2 separate regions of the Mus musculus genome follow, and region 1 is linked to region 2. A link is a contact called in public promoter capture Hi-C data. All regions are on one chromosome and are shown on one strand. The core of a region is the stretch at or near the end of the contact, and the rest is flanking DNA. Distances in the headings are between cores, read along the strand shown.

Region 1 (6,874 bases), core at 3,394-5,893, 130 kb after region 2:
GCACTGGAAACAAACCAGATGTCTACTAACAAAAGAGTAGATAAGTAAAGTTATTCAGAATTATTTAAAAATTGTCATTAAGATGAAAATTTATTCAGAAATGGAAATGAGCAACCTACTGTTACATAGAACAAGTGTGGCTGATTCTCCAAAACAATGTAAGGTGAAAAAGCAGGCCCTCCCCTTCCCCACCTCCCAGATAGACTACAGGAGTCATTCCATGCCCCACTTTTATAATGATCACAGAGAGAGAAATCTAGCATTAGAATGCAGAATGGTGATTCTCCAGAAAAATGGAGGGGCTTTCTGTTTCTGGCTGTACTCTGTTCTTGACACTGTGAGAATTCTTGCAGTTGTGCAGTTTCTTTATGTGTGTTACTCTTTAGTTAAAAGGAATCAAAACGGGCCTGGAGAGATGGCTCAGGGGATGAGAGCACTTGTTGCTTTTGCAGAGAACTGCTGTTCGTCCCCAGCACCCACACAGTGGCTAACAAACTCCTGTTGAGGAAATCTAATGCCCTCTGCTGAGCTCTGTAGCACCTGGCATGCATGTGGTACACACACATTCACATGTATAAAAAAAATTTAAATTACAAACAATAAAAACAGGCCTATGTATGGACTAAATTGGGTAGCAAAGCTAAGTGAGCCCCCCTCAGGTTGTGAATTGGGTTTTATCTGCACATCTTTATGTATTTTAGAAGAGATTGTTAGCATTAATTAGTTTTTCTAGGGCAGTGCATGACACCTAAGAGGTTAAGAGCCTACATCATGTATCTGTAAAGAAGCAGGCACATATGTAAAAGTTATTTTATACAGTTCACTGTGGATAGCACATTTTAACTCTGGGATAGAACCTGGCCTCTAAGGACAGGCTCTCTACTTTGGATCATTGCACAACTTTCTCAGTCTTACTTTAAAAAAAAAAAAAACTCTTTTAGATTTACTTTATTGGAAAATGAACAGAACTAAGGGAGGTGTGCCTATAGCACTCTCCTGAGAGGGTGAAATGGGGATGTGGCCAGAGAGATGATGGCTGTAAAAACAAGCCCAAGGGGCTGGGAAGGTGGCACCATGCATGTACCAGTTTCCACTCCATTTCCCCTGCCTCTTCCCATTAGAGCTCCTCCAAGGATGACTGTGCTTCCTCACTTCCCATGGTCTTCTTCCTTCACGCCAACACTTTATACTGAAATGACACTGTTCAGGTCATTGATTGGATCTTTGATAAATCCAGTGGCTAAGACCTCATAGAGTGGGAGTGAGCTGAATGCTCATGAGTAGAGGGCTGGCTTCATCTGGGTCTTTTCATAGTCTCCTCTGTCACCAGCCTGCTGGGGGCTCTGCATCTTCATTATCTTCTCCTTGTAGCCATTCATTCTAATCCGTTCATGATACCATCCTACCATAGTGTGGTTTGGATGTGTATGTGCTTTTAATCACATTAGTGCTATTTTGCTTCAGATTCCCTTCTGGTTGCTTAACTGTTCTTACTCAACACTAAATTTCCATGTTTCTACATTTCTATTTCATAGTTTTTTCTTGCTGAATGGTATTCAGTATCTGCCACATTTAAAAATTATCCCTTTAATTATGGCTGTCATGGTTTGTTTATTTATTCATTCAACAGATATTGAGTGCTGTTCATCAGGTACTACTGTCATTGCGTACAGCAGAAAACTCCTAAACCTCAAAGAACTTTTACAATACTGTGCAAAGAAAGAGAATTAAACGCAACCTCGGTAAATAAAATATTTATTATGTTGGATAAATATGTTGGATAGTAACTAAGCATAGTGGTACATGCCTTTAATCCCAGTACTAAGAGATAGAGACAGTCATATCTCTGAGTTCAAGTCCAACTTAGTCTACATAGCAAGTTTCAGGCTATGTAATAAGACTCTGATACAAAAACATGTATGTGTGTATGTATATATGTATATATATGTGTGTGAATAGTACACATAATAAATATATAATAAATACAATGCTAGAAAGGGAAAATGAAAAAAACGAGAAAGTTCAGGAAGGAGAGACTGCATCATAACTAACTATTCCAAAGTCAATCTTCGTATTGTTAGTGACTCTGTGTAGAGAGAGGACAAGTGTACATGGGTTTGGGCTTAAGGTGGAGGATTGCAAAACATAGATATGTAGGAAGAGTCATGAAGTGGACATTTTGGATCTCAGTACCGAGTCATACCTAGTAACATAAGTTTGTTTAATAGAAAGGAGATACTTTGTCTAGGGCTGGGATGGTCATCAGGATGTTTAGAAGAGTCATCTATGGGTTAACAAGGTGGGGTAAACGTGCCTTCTTACCAAGCCAGCTGACCTGAGTCCAGTACCCAGGGACCACATGGTGGAAGGAGAGAACTGACTTCTACTCGTTGTTGTCAGAGCTCCAGGTGGGTGAGGGGACACGAGCATGCTCCCACACTACACAGAGAAATAAAATGTAGGGGTCTTGTTTGGTTTTGTTTTGAAACTAAGCTGGTCTGAGTAGGCTGCAGTGGCAAGAGACCTGGGAAAAGCAATGTCAGGCCCGGCTCTGTTACTGATGGTTTGTGCTGCTGTCCACGAGTCAGATTAGCCTTCCTAGAAATTAATTTCCTCATTGATCAAATGCTGAGATCAGACCAAAGGATTTTAAAGGTCTTTAACTTTAAAACTGAATTTAAAGGAATTTCTCCCTTTTAAAGGAAATAGGATATAAAATATCTTTAGATCAATAATAATGTGACATAAAATTTTTTAAAAATTAAATGTTTTATGTCAAATTATTTTTTATAAATTAGAAAAAATGCTCTATGACAACTTTTTAACAATTCCTTCCTTTGTCTCTCTGTCTATCTGCCTCTGTGCCTCCTTCTGCTCCCTCCCTCCTTTCTTTCTTTTCTTGAGACAGAGTCTCACTATGTAGTCCAGGCTGGCTTGAGGCCAGTTTAGACTATAGAGTGAGATACTCTGCCTCAAACAAAACAAAATACAACAAACGTAAAACCAATGCCACTGCTCCCATCCAGCAAATCCATTTTAAGTAATTTCAGAATATAAGAGAAGAAATTCTAATTCACAGTGCTATTAACACTTGTCAAGGGTGCTCGTTTTCCTATTACATCACCAGCACCCGGCTTACAGTTTTTATTCACATTTGTTCAATTTAATTTAGTATCCCAAAGTTTAATTATTTCCAATATTCATGATTCTTCCAAGGATCCTAGTATTTGTATGTTTTCTGTTTTTTTAAACTTTTTAACTTATTTTTTATGTGTATGTGGGTTTTGCCTGTATGTGTGTCTGAACTTCATGCTTATATCCACCTGCCTCCCTGGAACTGGAGTTGCAGACTTTTAAAATGGATGGTAACCGAATTGGAATTGAAGCTGGGTCCTCTGAAAGAGCATCCAATGCTCTTAACCATGCAGCTGTCTCTCTAGCCCCCTTTTCTTTTTTTAAAATGTTATTTCTTTGTGCATGTGTAGCTGTGCCTCTGTACATATTCCACAGTGCACCTGTAGAGGTTAGAGGAAGCTTGTGGGAGTTTTCTCTTTTTAACCATGCAGGTCCTGGGATTGAACTAAGGATTTTATTTTTGTTATGTTTTTGTTTTTGTTTTTGTTTTTTTATGTGTGAGACAAGGACTCTTATAGGCCAGACTGGTCTCAGACTCCCTATTTAAGCCAAAGATGGCCTTCACCTTTCTCCACTCCTCAGTACACTGGGGATCACATACCTGTATAAGATGCCTGTCTTAATGATTAGGTTTCTGTTTGAAGTTTCTGTTTGTTTTTAGTTTTTGATCATCTACTATGTCATATAAATTTAAAAAACTACATCAATCATTATTAAGTAGAAAGGTAAGAGGACTCTCAAAGTTGTTTTCAAGGATTGAGTCTCAAAGTCTACTTAATATATTATGTCTGTGGAGTTTTAAGGTCAGGATCCCTTTTGGGGTTAAAGGATCTTTTCACAGGGGTCATCTAAGGTCGTTGGAAAACACAGATATTTATGTTATGACTCATAACAGTAGCAACATTACGGTTATGAAGTAGCAACAAAAATAATTTTTTTGGCTGGGGGGTCATTACAACATGAGGAACTGTATTAAAAGGGGGCAGAATTGGTGAAAATTGGAATGTTCAACCTTGATCAAATGACAGAATTCTAAATCTTCATTTAAGGTAGAACCACAATTCTGAGTGGTTTGCTTACAGTTGTAAGGTGAGGAGTAACAGGACCTTGTGTTATCTGGGGGAAGCATTCTGCCCCTGCTGACGGCAGTTCCCTTTAGGGCCTGGTTGACAAAGGCAGATGCTATTTCAAAGAGGAAGTAAAAAGTTGGAGACGTAGGGATCGTGTGCAAGGGGGAAATTAAGTAAAAGAAGTCTGCAAGAGAGGAAACTTAAAACCAGACTTCCTTCTCATGCTGGTGAGCCAGGACACTTGGATTTCACAGACCATGCTGGCTACAAACGGAATGCCAGTGTAAGAGTGGGAGCTGATTTTTGTCTTTGCAGGCAATGTAGATTTCACTGTAGCAATAGGAAATTTCAGTTATTGAAAGAGAATACGTCTAACATGAAGCCTTCTCTAGCTGCCTCCTCCTCATCTCACTCTACTCACGTTTTACCTCTCCACTTCCTCTTTTTGTTATCTGTTATCATTTAATTAATTTATTTATTTGAGATTGTACTGGGCTTCTGATCCAGGCTCTGCACATGCTTGATTCTAGCCCTTTATTTTACTTATATGCCACCCTCCTCTTCTTATTTTTTAAAACTTTATTGCATTTTAATTGTGTGTGTGTGTGTGTGTGTGTGTGTGTGTGCGTGCGCGCGCGCGTGTGTGTGTGTGTGTGTGTGTGTGTGTGTGTGTGCCATGGTACTAGAGTGGAGGTCAGAGGACAACTTGTGGAAGTCAGTTCTTTCCTTCCCCCACGTGGGGCCTGGCAATGGAACCCAAGTCATTAGGTTTGGTGGCAGGCTTGCTGAACCTTCTTCTGTATCTTTCAATTCCACTTCTTTCTTTTTTTCCTTTTACTCTCTAGTCCTATTTTTGTTACTAGTTCCTTTCTGTCCTTTTGTTAAGTTTAACTTGAGCTTTTATATACTAACTTTTTGACTGTTGAAGCCTAGGTTTAATAACAAGCACTAATTTCTTCAAGGACTCTCTTTGCTTCCATCCTTGAATGTGAAGTATTATATGTAGTAGAACTCCAAAGTAAAAGTCATAATTTGATTTATGGTTATAGGCAAGCTATTATACTGTAATTATAAAATTTCTGCAATTATAAAAAGAGTAATTGAAACAAAATCTCAATGGTCTTGCTCGTAGCTCCAAACGATCATGATTCTGTGATGGCTCCACTTTCCTATGCTTCCTACTGTTTTGACCTCACTCATTACTAAATATTTACACACCTGCCATGTCTTTATCTAACTGCTGTGCATGCAGTATAATAGAAGACACAGAAATCATAGCAGTCTTTGAATTGTCTGCAGTCTATCTGGAGACAGGTGACTGTATTAAAAGTTCTTTCTAGTCTGATCCTGTTCTGTTGAGAACAGATGCGTATTCCCGAGACAACACTAGCTACTTCCCGCTCTAGCCTAATTAACAGCTTAAGGGCAAAATTGCCCTTGAACAAAAGATGACTTCTCTAGTTCTTACACACCTGGGTTCCCATTGTACCTGTTCTGTAGCATCTTTTGTTGCCCCTTTGTTTCCAGTCCGTGGTTTCTGTGTAATGAATATTGATCATAAACTTTAAACTGAGGAGATTGGGCTTTGTTGAGTTGCAAGATGATCACTGCCAGTGATCTTCTGTGAGCACGTACATGCATGCCCTTGCACATGTTTGTAGAGTCACGATCAAAAGGAATGGGCTAGATGACTGAGTGAGAGTGACCCACAGAGGTCTCTGGGCCATGTTTATTCCTTGTACTTTGGCTTGGTTCTGCACACCTTTTGTAAGGGGACATTGCTTTACAAAGCATCTTTTCCTTTCACGGGCTGTATATAGTTTTGGTATATATATATACATACACACACACATACATATATACATATATAAAAGCATACTACAGAAAGTAAGGACAGGATGTGGTATCTGAAGGAAAGTGTGTGTGGTTAAGAGAGGGTTCCACAATGTATGTGCTCTATAATCAGCAATAGATGTGCTACTAGTAAATAAAGTTAACTAGTTGCCTATTTATTTATTTATTTATTTATTTTTTGTTTTTGTTTTTCAAGACAGGGTTTCTCTTTGTAGCCCTGGCTGTCCTGGAACTCACTCCATAGACCAGGCTGGCCTGAAACTCAGAAATCTGCCTGCCTCTGCCTCCCAAGTGCTGGGATTAAAGGCGCTTGCCACCACGTCCAGCTAGTTGCCCTTTTTGTTGTTGTTTCCTTGCGAATGTATGGAAAGTAAAGGAGTAACTGTAGTCTGCTGCCTCCATTAGCAGAAGCATGTTTTGCAAATACTAATGTAGTAAGTAGAAAATCAGTTAATTCTAAAAGCTCTCTCTTTTTTTTACGTGATTCATGGAATCAAAATGAAGTTTGTTCTGTCGAAATAAGTGATACTGGGAATACAACAATAAATTAATCTAAAAATTCAACATTGAAGGAAATGATATCTGGGTTTTTTTGAATAATAATATAAATGTTGTTTAAAGTCACAGTCAAATCAATGTTCTTACTGTATTAAAGAAGTCATAATGATGGGCTGGAGAGATGGCTCAGTGGTTAACAGCACTGACTGCTCTTCCAGAGGTTCTGAGTTCAATTCCCAGGAACCACATGGTGGCTCACAACCATCTGTAATGGGATCTGATGTCCTCTTCTGGTATGTCTGATGACACCTACAGTG
Region 2 (7,105 bases), core at 198-2,697:
CTGCTTGCTGTAGTGCTAGTGGATGCCACACAGCTTGGAGGATGTGGGAAATTAGCTGCCTCTTTGCTGGGGATACTCAAAATTGCATAACCCCAGCATTAGTTTGGGGGTATCTCAACCAAGGGCAGGTGTATGATGGAATATGGCTCCTTGTTCTCTTCCCAGATTTGTCTCAAAGTAGCAGCCATGCCCAGTGCTTTTCCAATGCCAGCTACCACACACTGGCGTGTGGGGGGCCTGCCACCAGCCAGGCCAGCACTCTGGACAGGAACAGCCCCACCAAGGTACTGGCCCCCACCCACTATTCTCTCCATTTAGCACTCTCCTCTGCCCAAGAAGGAACTGCACCCCCACATAAAGGCTGTGTGGAAATTCCACATTAAGAGCAGTCCTAGGACTCATGGGACATGAGAACCCTCTGAATCACATAACAGGGAAAGAACATGTATGGAGACAAGCTCTATCCCATGAAACCACACCACATTGCCCACTCATTGGAACATACCTGTGCCTCAGGTGTAGTTAACTAATACCTACCAGACATAGTAATAGTACATGTAGCCATCCTATCCCACACCTGTGTATACCATATGCCAATATATATACTCACCAAGGATTACTGCAATGTATTAAGGTGATAGGCTCATTATTCAATTAACCACTTGATGCCTCTTAAACTCGGGCATAAATTTCATCAAATACACACATCTGATGTGAACACAAACACTGTAGTGTTCTTGCTGAAAAGGGGAGTGGGGATGAACCAGTGTCCCCCCTGACAGCTCCAAGCACAACCATAGTCATAGGACGGGTAGATGTCCTTAGTCACAAATATTACAAACGTTAGAAAGAGATGTCTTAGCACATATGTGTGCAGATAGCATGTGGAGCATCCCTTGATGGACCAGTAAGAGGCAGAGTTGAGAGACAGACATCAACAGCCCACCAAAGATAAGGTTTGTGAGGGGTTCTTGCTAACACCCACCTAAGCATGTACCACACACACATTCTCAGAATGGCAGGACTATTTAGTGAGTGACAATCCCAGGATACCTGGCTTCCTGTACCATCTATCCAGGCCCAGGAGCTTAGCTTTCATATTTTAGGCCTCTTCCTTGCTGCTGAGAATCCTCCCCATTTGTTCCCTGAAGACTGATCATCAGCCCACAGACCTGGGGCTGCTTTTCTATGAAACAGGCAGGTTGCATGCAGGGTACCTAGAGATTCAATAGCTTTGGCCACTCTGCTTGCCATCTTCTACTCCAGATTCTTGTTTCCAGGCTCAGTGTGGCTTTAAGCCTGAGGAACTGAGAGTAGAGAATTTAATTGCCCAACAAGTAGCCCTTGAGATTACAGCTATGTTATCATAGCTGCAACAGGCTAGAGGCACCAGCCAGGGATGAGTCAAAGGTTCCAGGCCATGTCATTATTTGTCTTAAGAGTCAGCCATTCTTTCAGTAGACGACTTAAGTTACTGCAGAGGAGGCCAACTGGTGACTCTCTGGTTTGGCTCACCTCACAGGGGCCAAGACTGGCCCTATGTAGACAAGAACCCTCCTGGCGGATCATTTGCACAAAGGGTAGGCACGATGCCATCGAGGGGACAAAGCAGCTACGATCTGAGTTCAAGAGCCAGCTTTGCTTCTGGCTCCTGTGTGTCTCTGAGTATGTTTCCATGTCTGAAGTAACATCCTTGCCTCACATAAAGGGCAGCTAAGAGAGAATGCAGGGAGGGTATTGTATCATGTCACATGAAACTCTCATATATGACCCAGGGGCAAGCAAGCACTGCAGGCAACCATACCTCTGTGCTGGAGATGCTGTGTTACACATGGGGAACTGAGCCAGCCTCCTTTCCTGCAGCACAGCCCCATGTCTGCTTCTACCCATGTATGCCATGGGCACCTGAGAAATTGGTTTGGGCACATTCTGTTCTCACTGGCCTCAACTACAACATGATAGCTTGTCATGTAACATAGTATCTGGTCATCCAGGGCCTGGAAGCCCAGGAGCACCTCAGGGATGGGTTCACTAAGGCTGGGCCAAGCACCAACTTGGGGAAGGGCAGCAGAGACATGAGGTATTAACTGGGTCTCCTCTCCAAACAGCTCAGTAACAAGTCCCTTGACAGAGACACAGCAGGCTGGACCCCCTACAGCTATGTGAACGTGTTAGGTCAGTAGTGGTTTGAGTCATCTTCCCCACCAGTCCCACCCTGATCTCTGTACTGAAGGGAGCTGCCCCATCTCAAAATGAATGAGTTGAATCCTGAGCATGGTTTCCCCTGTGGTTAAGTGTATAGGGAGCACGTGGTTACGGCCCAGTGTAGGGATGGGCTATAGAGATTCCCAGGTGGAAGCAGAAAGTTTATTTGAAAAAGAATCCTCTACCTGGCACTTTTCAAGGACTTCTTTCTTCTGCCCTAGTAGAGGATGGAATGGAATGGGAAGGGAGGAGAAAAGGACAGATGCCCCAGCCCCTCTGGGTGTTACATGAAGACCTTGATTCCTTCTGGCCTGCCCCTCGCCCCATCCTTTGCTTCCCACCCCCTTCTCCTGCCATCCAGGCCTTGGGAATAATGGCTCCTCCCTGTCATTCCTCTCACTAGACTCCCATTTCCAGATCAGTGCCCTGGAGGCCAGGTACCCGCCCGAGGACTTCTACATTGAACTTAGACACCTCAGCCGCCATGCTGAGCCACACTCACCAGGTCAGACCCCCAGCCCTTCCTTCCACCCTGAGAGCAGACTGCTCTACACCCCATCCCTGCCCCTATGGAGCCTTCCCACGACTAGTCTACAGCCCCTAGGCCCTACCCAAAGGTGGCAGTCTATCCCAGCCTTTCCCACTACCCTTTTTCCCCCACCATGCTAGCTGAGGTAGACAAACTGGGGTTGCTTGTAGAGGGGACACAGCCTAGCTAAATTCCCTCCATTTTGCAATACACAGCCCAATCATGGTGTTGGTAACAGAAGGTTGGCTCTCTGGGCAAAAAAGCTCAATGGTTTCCAGAAAGGCCCCAGACCTAACAGTGGCCCAAACTGCATCTTCTTAGAAAATGAGGCAGAATTGTCTAGCAGAGACCGGGAAAAGATAGGCAACATTTCCTAGTACCGAGAGAAGTGTCAAAAGACACTTGACAACTAAGTCCCGAAAGGGGATATGTGCATCAGTAACAGAAATGAGTGTCAAAGAAATATAATGGATGGACGGAGAATGTGGCCTCTCTACAAAGTAGGTCCTCTAGGGCAAGCACTGCGGGGAAGGCCTCAGTATTCTAGACAGCTCTGGGTTTGAGTTTAGGCTCTAGCTGATTAGTGTTCTAGTGAAACGGTGTCAACTTCCACAGATCTCTGATGCAGGAAGCACGCAGGTTCAGAATTATCTTGCTGAGTAGGCATGGTTGCAAGGACCCTGATGGCTGTGTGCTCCTCAACTATGGCTAAGCATCCAATATCCCTTGGACTTTTAGTCCCTACCTTCACTCCACCTTGAGGTCTAAACAGGAGTATGAGGCATCATCTGGGCTCAGCCCCAGTTCTCCTTGTCCCACAGACCTTCAACCACTGTAGCCAGAGCACCACACTGTCATTTGTTAGCTCCCAGCCAGCTAGGCCGAGGCCACTAGGAGAGAGTACCTCTGTTTCTTGTTTTATAAAGAAGGGGTGGTGGAGGCTAACAGTATACATACCCTCCTCTCTTCAATGATTATTATTAAGTGATAAATCCAGGTCAACATGGCTTGCTGCATGTTTTTTAAGGGTATGGGTTCCTACAGGCCTTTTAGAATGGCTCGGTCCTGTTTTATCTCGCAGGAAGGCACGTAAGCCAAGATAGATATGAACTCCTGCAAATTCAACATGGGAACTCTATGTGGAGGAAGGACCCAAGTATCAGTGGGTTTGTCTTCAGTGTAAAAAAAATGTAGGCAAGTTAGGTGGAGTCAATATATTTTGGGACTGTTTTCAGTTAAAGACCAGGGTGTGTCTGGTTAAGAACCCATACTGCTCTTGGTTCCCAGCACCCATATCAGACAGCTCACGATCACCTGAAACTCCAGAGGATCTAACACCTCTGGCATCCGTGGGCACCTGTACTTATGTGTATCTAGACACCATATATATCTTTGGGAAAAAAAACCAACAGAGTGAAGGGGTTAACTCTGAGTTAAACATTACTATCCCAACAAGGAAAGGCCAGACTTGATCCCACCCCTAGGAATACTTGTAGCAATCAACTCAAGTTTATGTCCTGATTCTGTGCATCCTGGGAACCCAGGAAAAAGTTAACTAACAGCAAAATGAAGAAATAATTCTTTGGGGCTGAAAAGCACTTGCAGCATTTTTAGAACAAAGCTCTCCTTCTCCACCCTGTTCAAAATGAGTAACTCAGCAAACTGGCCGTGGCCAGGAGTGACTGTTCTTCCTGGAAAGATACTCATCAAATACCCCACCTACTTGTTACTTCTCTCTGGCACCCCCAGATCCAGGAAAGGCAGGATCAGAGCTAACAGGTGAGAAACCTTGTCTCCAAAGCCAAGAGAAAGAATCAGAGCTCACTGCATCTTTCCCTCCAGTTAAGCACTGGCCTGGCTTCATCTCTTAACCCTGTGTCTCCAGAGCCTGGCACTTCACCTACAAGATCACAGATGGCATCCCACAAGGAGCAGGTTAAGAGGAAAGCTAAAGAAAAGAGGGCCCTGGAGCCCATCTTAATGTGATGAGCCTTTTAAGAATCCCTCTGTGTTCAGAATTATTTAGAATAGATTGAATGTAGAGCAGTCTGCTAGGAGCAAACAACTATTTTCTTGGTAAAAGAGGAAAACTGCACGGGGTAGAAGAGACACCGGTGGACTAGGTAACCTCACCCTGCATCTCTTTCCTTCTGTTTTTATGCAGGCACTTGTGGAATGGACAGACGTCAGAACACATACATTATGGACAAAGGCTTCAAAGGTAGAGTATCTAATCCTGATGTCCTGTTACACAGGGCTTAGCAAGGGATTATAGACCTGAGGTGGCAAGGAATGCTACCTGAGAGAAACTGCAAAACCCAAGCCCCTTAAAAAAACAAAAGCTAAAAGGATCACAGGACCCAGAGCCACTGGGCAGCTCTGCCCAGGAGGAACGATCCTAATAATAACGAATTCATCTTTCCATTGCAGTTGCACCTGCTTAGCAAACGCTTGTGGGTTTGTTATAGATGCCAGCTAAATGTCTTCAGAAATGTAGATCATCATTATCCAACCAATTAGTATGAGTTAAACTGATTATAAATCTGAAATAAAATCAATCTGCCTGCCCCAGAGGCCTTCTGTCATTGTACTGACAAGGAAAACTACCCTGCACCTGCTGCCTTTCTGGGGCACAAGAAATGCAAATGATACCCAGTGTTAATACTGTATGGCCCTCACCCTCAAGAGATCTCTGCGCCCAAGAGCAGGGAAGCCAAGACAGATGTCTACGCCACAGGAACTACATACAAGGTGGACCATTCCTCTAGGAAGTCTACAGGTGAAGCCAAAAAGCAAGCACCAAGTCCAGCCCCTGGATTAGGCCCTAGGTTTAAATGCTGGGACACGTGAGCTAGGCAGGGAGCTCTGGAACTCTGTCACTTATTAACTCTGTGCTTCCTAAGGTTGTTTCTTCATCTGCAAGGTTGGGATAATTATGCCTGTTGACTCATGCCTGTCTTATTATCTAACAAGGTTATCTTGGGTGTCCAATAAAGTCGGATGGGAAGTGCTTTTGTATATTATAAAAGTGGTATCAATGTGATGTCTCTGGGAAATGTCTCAAAGTCTCAGTCAATTGAAAGAGCAGTAATAAGTCAGCAAAGATCCCAACTGATATTCTAAATCTAGCTCTACACCAGAATCACCTGGCAAGTGTGTTCAAACTACAGAGCTTTACACTCACACAGATGGGGCCCTGCACTCTGCAATTGCAAGGAGTACCTCAGGATATCTTTATGCATTTCATTACCCAACTACCATTTGTCTAAACTCTCCCAGGTTTCTGTTCTGATCTTTCAGACCTAGCATGGCCATCTCCTAACCAAGGAGAGCAACTTGTGTACCACTCTTGGGGAAATGGCTATCAGAAGTGGGATGAGCAAGACCCAGGTGGCATTGAGAACATCAAGGCTGAGTGACCATCAGCTTGGTTTAGGATATGCAAACCCCAGGAGACCTGTCTGAGGAGGGAGGCTATTCCTAATCTCCAAGCCAGCCCACAGGCAGTAATCCCCTGGGAGCTTTATTATGGCAAGTTTCTGAGGGTTCTGCCTTAAACCATCCAAATGGAGGCAAACATCATTTCAGTGAGGTTGCCAACAGAAGAGCAATTGTACTACTGAGTCATTGTGACCCAAAGCCTCAGTTTCTTTCTCAGAGTGGAATGGGGACAACACAGCTCTTCCAGGGTCTTTGAGGCTTTGAAAAGAAGTATGACTCAATGGAGAAGAGCTCAGACAGGCCCTGAGATTAGCATCCAAGCACACTTCCCCATACACCTTGTCATACTGTGCATGGTGTTTCGGGTAACTACTTTTAAACTCTAAACCATAAATGTAAAACAAAGCCAATGAAAGCCAGTCTCTGCCTTCATCATTGCATTCCTGTCTTATGGGATCATCTGAGTGCATGGGAGGCTCTCACAGGCAAGCAGCCAGATTTGTCACTGCTTCTAATCAGCTTTTAAATTAGAGAGAACTGTGTAGGCAAATGTACCATCAAGTGCTGGGAGCCAACATGACACAGTAAGAGTTCAAAGAGAGGCAAGTGAAATACTAGTGTACAACTTTATAGAAAAGCTTATAAAACACATGGAACAATCCTACCTGGTGGCTAAATTCCCAAACATCTGGATCAGCTATTTCATGTCACCAATTTAAACTATTTCCTAAAGCATCAAGGGCAAGGCCAAACTCAGGACTAATTAAAGAGTCTGGATGTTTTCCAAACTGTGAGGGACAGAGGAGGGCGCAGAGAATGAGATGATCTGGGTTCTAGTTCAACTGCATGGTGCTCACTAGACACAGTAGTATCTGTGGGTCTTGGCTTCCTCCTCTTTAAAAAGCACAGTTATAATAGCACCACCGCTAA

The links. Capture Hi-C pulls out chosen DNA fragments and counts their contacts.
Region 1: a promoter capture Hi-C map of adipose tissue shows a contact between it and region 2. The contact joins two enhancer-like sites. A contact is called at or near these places in 1 of 484 Hi-C or Micro-C datasets (embryonic stem cells), 1 of 115 datasets of contacts at active chromatin or transcription factors (microglia) and 1 of 9 other capture datasets (adipose tissue).

What each region holds. Positions count from the first base shown.
Region 1 is chr9:64,825,893-64,832,766 of GRCm38.p6, forward strand. The region is part of intron 2 of Dennd4a (DENN/MADD domain containing 4A); the gene reads left to right. Among named protein-coding and RNA genes, the nearest start is that of Gm36459, 18 kb to the left of the region's middle. Within about 2 kb of position 4,644, at least 102 of the 459 cell types and tissues checked have an H3K27ac peak or open chromatin away from gene starts, as enhancers often do. A contact at or near this core is called in adipose tissue, where this site is marked.
Region 2 is chr9:64,695,199-64,702,303 of GRCm38.p6, forward strand. It overlaps Megf11 (multiple EGF-like-domains 11), which reads left to right. Exons shown (of 25, transcript NM_001134399.1): 20 at 166-284; 21 at 2,109-2,175; 22 at 2,609-2,710; 23 at 4,899-4,955. Among named protein-coding and RNA genes, the nearest start is that of Gm36311, 13 kb to the left of the region's middle. Within about 2 kb of position 1,448, at least 41 of the 459 cell types and tissues checked have an H3K27ac peak or open chromatin away from gene starts, as enhancers often do. A contact at or near this core is called in adipose tissue, where this site is marked.